2 separate regions of the Mus musculus genome follow, and region 1 is linked to region 2. Evidence: chromatin contacts called from public HiCAR-type data. All regions are on one chromosome and are shown on one strand. Each heading gives the region's core, a stretch centred on a gene start, on an enhancer-like site or on the middle of the called end of the contact. The rest is flanking DNA. Distances are from core to core; before and after follow the strand shown.

Region 1 (3,395 bases), core at 217-2,716, 2.4 Mb before region 2:
ATGGGCACCTTGTCTTATGACATTATCACCAACCTTTTGTTTTTCAACTCCTTCAGTGCCTAACTTGGCTGTCCTGGAACTTTCTCTGTAGATTATGCTGGCCTTGAACTCAGAGATCCTCCTGCCTTTGCCTCCAGAGCACCTGCCTGTCTCTAGAATGCTAGGATTAAATGTGTGTCCCATCACTGCCCGGCCTGCCCGGCTATCTACCCTCACTTCTTCTTTTTTTTTTTTTAAAGATTTATTTATTTATTATATGTAAGTAAGTACACTGTAGCTGTCTTCAGACACTACAGAAGAGGGAGTCAGATCTTGTTACAGATGGTTGTGAGCCACCATGTGGTTGCTGGGATTTGAACTCCGGACCTTCGGAAGAGCAGTCGGGTGCTCTTACCCACTGAGCCATCTCACCAGCCCCTACCCTCACTTCTTAATGCTTGTCTTACAGGTATTCACTATCAAACCCAGCTTCTAGAACTTCTTTTTCAGGCGTAACAGTAGACTATGCAGATGTAGCTCACTGGTAGAGGCTTGGCCGGACTTGAGGCCTTAGGGCTCCAAAGATACTGCACATTCCTACATAGTGGCACACTCTTAATTGCAGCACTTGGGTGGCAGAGGCAGGCAGATTTCTGAGAGTTCCAGGCCAGCCTGGTCTACATAGGGAATTCCAGGACAGACAGAGGTACATAGCGAGATTCTGTCTCTAACAAAACAAATCACTGGATAATATCCCATTTCCATGTAAACAGTCATTCGGGTTAGCTATTATAAATAATGACATACAAATATGTTAGAATCGGTGTTTTCTACGCGTTGGTTATACACCTAGACGTGGGACTGTCTGATCACGTGGTAACTACCGTGAGTTTTTTTTTTTTTTCAGTATTTTCTAGAGGTTGCAGCCTTTCCTACTAAATGCCCTCAAGAATTTTCTTAACACCTGTAATCATCCGAAAAAAAAAATTGCCTCCGATTCCTTTTCGCTGTTCTCGTGCTGCTGCGGCAGCAAAGGCGTTAAAATGGCATCCCTTTGATTCCAGGTCCGGAGGCAGAGGAAAGAGAACTTCCGTAAGTTCGAGGCCAGCCTAGTCTACATAGCGAGTTCCCCAGTTATGTTTCTCTCCAGCCAGAAATACATCCTGTCTCAAACAAATAAATTGATAAAAGGAATTCCTGGGTCTAGGGGAAACTGTTAGCAACCTATCTCCTCCAAGTCTTCCGAGGAACCCCCAGCGGTGGAAATGATGCGCAGGAATTGGTGCAGAAGCCAGATTGCGGGCCACTTCCGGGCGCTTCAAGATGACGGATTTTTCTCGTTCTGCGCATGCGTCCTTCCAGGGTTGCCGGGGCGACGGTGCCTTCCAACCCCGTGTCCACGCATAGTGAAGTTCGGCGTTCTCTCCTCCCCGCCTGCGGGGACCAGTCGCGCGGCGATGACGTCGAGGGGGTCTGGCTAGGCGTCGCGGACTCCGGAGATGGAGGAAAAGGAGCAGCTGCGGCGGCAGATACGCCTCCTGCAGGGTGAGCTGGCTGCGGTCGGGCCGTGTGTTCCCTTGTTTCTTGTGATCGCCGTAGACCCTCTCCGAAGCGAGTGCTGTCGGTTGCGGTCTCCCGATGGTCGTCATGGGTGGGCATCGGAGCGGCCGAGTCGGGTTCGGCCCTCGCGTGACAGACCCGCCAGGCTTCGGGGCGAGGGAGCGGGCCGGGCCTCCAAGGGGCTGTCAGGAGATGATAGCACGGTGGTCTTACCAGCGAGTGGTCGCGGCAGCCGACTTCCAGGTTCGGCTGGCTCGGAAGCGTTTCTCTTCCGCTGCCGTTGAGTGCCTTTGGCTCGATTCAGGCACAGCCCCCACGTACTCAGGGCTGACTACCCAGGCACCAGCTTCAGCTTCAAATGTTTAGACTCAAGTTGGTCTTTATAAGCGTTCATATCGTTTTCAAAGTTTCCCCCACAAAAGCATGTCCTAAGGAGAGTCCAAGTGGCCTTCCTATTTGAGACTACTTCGTGCGTTTCCCTAACACCCGACCGGAGGTGTCTGGCAGGATTCGAGGGTCGAGGCAGGCCCTGTGTGTGTGTGTGTTTGGTTATTGGGGATCCAGCGAGCCTGCTGGCGTTCCTTCACTCTTCTTCCAGGGCTCCATGAGTCACTTCATTGGAAAATCCTTGTGGTGGTGGTATCAGGTGTTTTTCTGTAGGAGATGATGTTAGTTAGCTGTTGGGTCATCATTGTGTTTTTGTTTTTTTGTTTTTTATTTCTGTCTGTCACGTACTGGGTTAGAGAAGCGTCAGTTCTGAGAAGACAGTTATGCACTATGGTGCAGTCCTGCAATTTTCCCCGTGAGTGGGTAAACTACAGGGCCTCAGTGGAAGACTTGTCCAGTTCTTACCCAGGCACCACAGGTTTCTGGTCCCTGACTGTTTTTTTTTGTTTTTTTGTTTTTTTTTTTGGTTTTTTTTGTTTTTTGTTTTTTGTTTTTTTTGTTTTTTTTTTTTTGGTATAGGGAGTGACACTTGCTCTCAGAACATTGTAGATCTCATAGGCCAGGGGGTAGAAGCAGTCATACCACAAAAGCTGCCATCTTCAGGATAAGCAAGCCAAATACTAATAGTGATGGAGAAGTGCTCACAGAATTGACAAGCCTAGAGATTTGGACTGAACTTTACATGGTTTCCAGTCACTTAGGACTGCTCTCAAGTCAGCAAGGCGAGCAGGTCTGGAGTATTAGGGTAGGGGTAGTAGTCTTGATTGGTGCTGTTTTTATTCACATCTCCTAGGTAACTGAGCGTGTGATTCTGCCTTCTCAGGTCTAATTGATGACTATAAAACACTCCACGGCAATGGCCCTGCCCTGGGCAACTCATCAGCTACTCGGTGGCAGCCACCCATGTTCCCGGGTGGCAGGACCTTTGGCGCCCGCTACTCCCGTCCAAGTCGGAGGGGCTTCTCCTCACACCATGGCCCTTCGTGGCGCAAGAAATACTCCCTTGTGAATCAGCCTGTGGAATCTTCTGACCCAGCCAGCGATCCTGCTTTTCAGACATCCCTCAGGTCTGAGGATAGCCAGCATCCTGAACCCCAGCAGTATGTACTGGAGAGACAGGTCCAGCTCAGTCCAGATCAGAATATGGTTATTAAGATCAAGCCACCATCAAAGTCAGGTGCCATCAATGCTTCAGGGGTCCAGCGGGGGTCCTTGGAAGGCTGTGATGACCCCTCTTGGAGTGGCCAAAGACCCCAAGGAAGTGAGGTTGAGGTCCCTGGTGGACAACTGCAGCCTGCAAGGCCAGGAAGAACCAAGGTGGGTTACAGTGTGGACGACCCCCTCTTGGTCTGCCAGAAGGAGCCTGGCAAGCCTCGGGTAGTGAAGTCTGTGGGCAGGGTGAGTGACAG
Region 2 (3,464 bases), core at 323-2,822:
GATGGGAGCACACTCAGCAGGGCAATGGGTGGCTCGGGTTTCAAAGTAGTCAGCTGACATTACCGAAGTGACAACTAACATGGGGCCGAAGAAAAAGTGCTAGAGGTGACACAGAGACATAATCCCTTCTAATTTTAAGTGCAGAAAAACACTATAGGTTGGCTATTGTGACATAATCTGTAATCCCAGCACCAGAAGATGGAAGTAGAAAGAGCTGGAGTTCAAGGCTATCCTCAGCTACACAGAAAGTTTTAGTACAGCCTGGGCTACATGAAACTATATCTCAAACAAACAAACAAACAAACAAGAACGAAACAAAATAAAACTAGAGCTAGAGGGATCCCTCAGTGGTTAAGAGCACTTGTCTTTGGAAAGGTCCTAGATTCTATTCCCACACCAACATGGTGGCTGGCTCACGACTATCTCTAATTTCAGAAGAGATCCAATACCCTCTTCTGACCTCCACGTGCACCAGGCATGTGTGTGATACCCATATATACATTCAAGGAAAACACACAAGTACAATAAAATAAATAAATCTGGGAGAGAAAAAAAAACCCCCAAACATAACCACCACTACTAGTTCAAATCCAAGTTTAATACACTTCATTAAAAAAAACAATAAAAAAGAAACACTAAAATATGGCAAAATCTCGACAACTCAAAGCGTTTTATTATACCTGAGTAAATTACAGCTCCCAGGTATGTAGTGGTTGGTGGTTCTGTGTTCACCTTTCACTGCCTGTCCTGCTTGCTCGTTGGCTTGTGGTCGAAGATCAAAATGACACCATTAAAAATGAAAGTTCCCCGCTTCTGGTTTCATTTCCTACCGCAAGGATGCCAGTGATTTTTTTCCTTTTTTTTTTTCAGAGATCACAAATCAGTCACCACTTCCTGCTTAAGACTCTCCGTAGGGTTGCTGCACAAAAACAAACTCAGGGAAACTAGGCACGGCTCGGAAGGACAGGGCCACCTGCTTGATTCAGGCAAAGGTGTCCCCCCAGTCTCACGTTTCGTGGTAAGTTCCGCGCTGGAACTGGCTCTTAAGCCAGCAGCCATCCACAGTGGCTCTCCCGTTCTGGCCCTCCTGTCCACCCAGTGTCCCCGAAAGGCTTCCCCAGTCTTAAGATCTACAGGGGCTGCGGGAAGGGGCTGGAATGTGAGTGGCCCCAGGCACTCCTAAACGATCTTTCGGACCGTCTTCAGAGATCCATTAAAATACTCTCTGTGCCTCAGTTTCCCCATCTACAGAAAGCCCATGAACCTCTATTGAAGCGGTGAAGCCTGGAGAAGATCAGGGCCGGCGTGTGTGCGGCTAAGGATCTCCTGTGACCGTGAGGGACCCAGGCCTAGTCCGCAGACCCTGGGGCGGCCACAGGGGCCACCTCGTCATCCCGGAACAGCGCTATCCGCGGACGACGCCACGCCCGCACAGCTGGGATACACTTTACTAGGAGCCGGGCGCGCCGGACTGCTCTGCGCAGGCGCGGTCCGCACTGCGCAGGCGTAGAGCTCTGCGCTGAGGTGAGGCATTGCGCGCCGCGAGGTGTGGGCGCGCGCTCCCCAGCCACGGCGCACGCGCGGGCCCGCGCCGACTCAGCACGGCCCGAGGGCGCGAGCCCGCCGTCACCGCTACCGCCGCCGGCCGGACCGCCGTGCGCCCGGCGTGCGCGTGGGAGAGAGCACGGCTGCCGGTGCCGGCGCCGCCCCGCTGCCTTCTATCTGCCTCAGCCTCGCGCGCCCAGTGGTGGCCGGTGAGTGCGGGGCTCGGGCCGCGGCCGCGGAGGCGCGGGCTCAGGGCGTTGGGCGGCGCGGGCCGCGGTGCGGGCTTCGGCGGACACGGCCCCCACCGCGCCCCGGCCTCGCTCCTCGTCAGGCCGGGCCCCGAGGGCTGAGGAGGCCGCGGGGCTGGGGCGCGAGAGGCCGCGGGGTCCGGGACGGCGGGGCGGGCGCGGCGGGGACCGGGAGGCCCGAAAGCCGAAAAACAAAAGAGGTGGCAGGCGGAGTGCTGAGCAGCCGCGGGGTGGCCGGCGCGGGGCTTCCAGTGCGACCGCACGAACCCCGGAGTCATTGTGCTGTCCAAGTTCCCTCCGCCCCGACCCAGCCCCGCCACGGCGCGCTGCCTGTCCCCGCCGGTCCTCGCCGGCTGCTTTTGTGGCACCGCTCGGAGGAGCGATCGTGTCTGTGTGCGCACTTGTGTCGTTTAATTGTAAGGTTTATTTTATTTTATTTTAATTTTTTTTTTGCGGAGAAATGCGCCGAGGAGAAAGTTGCTTTTTGAAAGCCATTTCAACAGTGTCTCATTCTTGCATAGTTAGACTGCAGCTGGGTGTTTGGCAGTGGGACCAAGATAATAGCAATACTGTAATGATTATGGGAACTGGTTGAAATAGGTTGGAGCTGAAGGCACTGCAAGAGTTTGCGGGTTCGTTTTAAATCTGACCAGCGCTGGCATTTCTACTTAGAATGGAAGCTTTATCATGGTTGTGGTAATGGGTTATTACTACTTGAAGTGAAATAGCAGCGCCTCACTGTGTGTGTGTGTATTTATAAACTGAGGAATGAAAAGTCTCCTTTCAAAGACAGGTCTCTGAACAGTGACCTGGGACAGAAGTATTGTGAATGCAGACATAAAAAGAGCTAGTTCATCTAACATTAGCATTCTCCGAATTTTTGTGGAGATACACTATAGATAATATTTCCACTCAGTGATACTGTTGAGTTTCGTGTAGTATTTAAACGTGAACTTTTTTTTTTTTTTCCTGGGTATGAAACACCAGGGCTTCCCACGCGGTTCGTGCTGGTCCACAAAGCCACGCCCCCAGTCCTAACAGGAAACTTTAAGGAACGTGGACATGGTTCCCAGTATTATTATGAATTTAGTTTTATATTTGTGGCTGTTGTAAGTGGGCCGATCCCTGGCCTCCTTTTAAGACACTTGAGCTTATTAAAAGGCTACAAGAGTACATTTTCCTGGAAAGGATCTTGTTAGGGACATTGCCATATAAGCTAACTTATACGTGATCTACAGGCAAAGGTGGCTTCTGTTTGGGAGGGACCCACAAGTCACAGCTTTTAGGACTGTGTGGCTCAGGAAGAGATGATGCCTGGACAGGTAAGTCCTTTTGGCTCAAAATCCATAGTGTGGGGCCAGGACAGCTTTGGCAAGCTCCCTAGAGTAGATGGGACCTACTGTGTTTGAGGCTGGCAGCCCACTAAACAAGGAAGTGTTGGGGGTGGAGTTCCAGCAGTAGCTGTGAAGGGTGGGAGGAGGCAGCACGGAGGAAGCGGGGTATGTGAAGTAGTTTGGAACTCTAATCCTGTTGTTGGAAATTACATAATCCCCCAGTCCTCAAAACCCTGTTCTGGAGCTGGTTAGATAACTCTTCTCCATAGGAATTGGGAGATCTAAAAGACATTTGTAGGCTGGGCAGTTAGCTCTTTGTGTGTTACGTGTGAAAGGC

Evidence for each region. HiCAR-type assays count read pairs that join an accessible place to other places.
Region 1: a HiCAR-type map of astrocytes shows a contact between it and region 2, with 4 times the contacts expected there. The contact joins the promoter of Zc3h3 here to the promoter of Ptk2 in region 2. A contact is called at or near these places in 1 of 39 promoter capture datasets (liver) and 1 of 115 datasets of contacts at active chromatin or transcription factors (astrocytes).

The regions. Positions count from the first base shown.
Region 1 is chr15:75,839,979-75,843,373 of GRCm38.p6, reverse strand. It overlaps Zc3h3 (zinc finger CCCH type containing 3), which reads left to right and starts at 1,466. Exons shown (of 12, transcript NM_172121.1): 1 at 1,466-1,524; 2 at 2,810-3,395. The coding sequence starts at 1,479.
Region 2 is chr15:73,421,299-73,424,762 of GRCm38.p6, reverse strand. Ptk2 (PTK2 protein tyrosine kinase 2) reads left to right here and starts at 1,572. Exons shown (of 35, transcript NM_001358046.1): 1 at 1,572-1,754.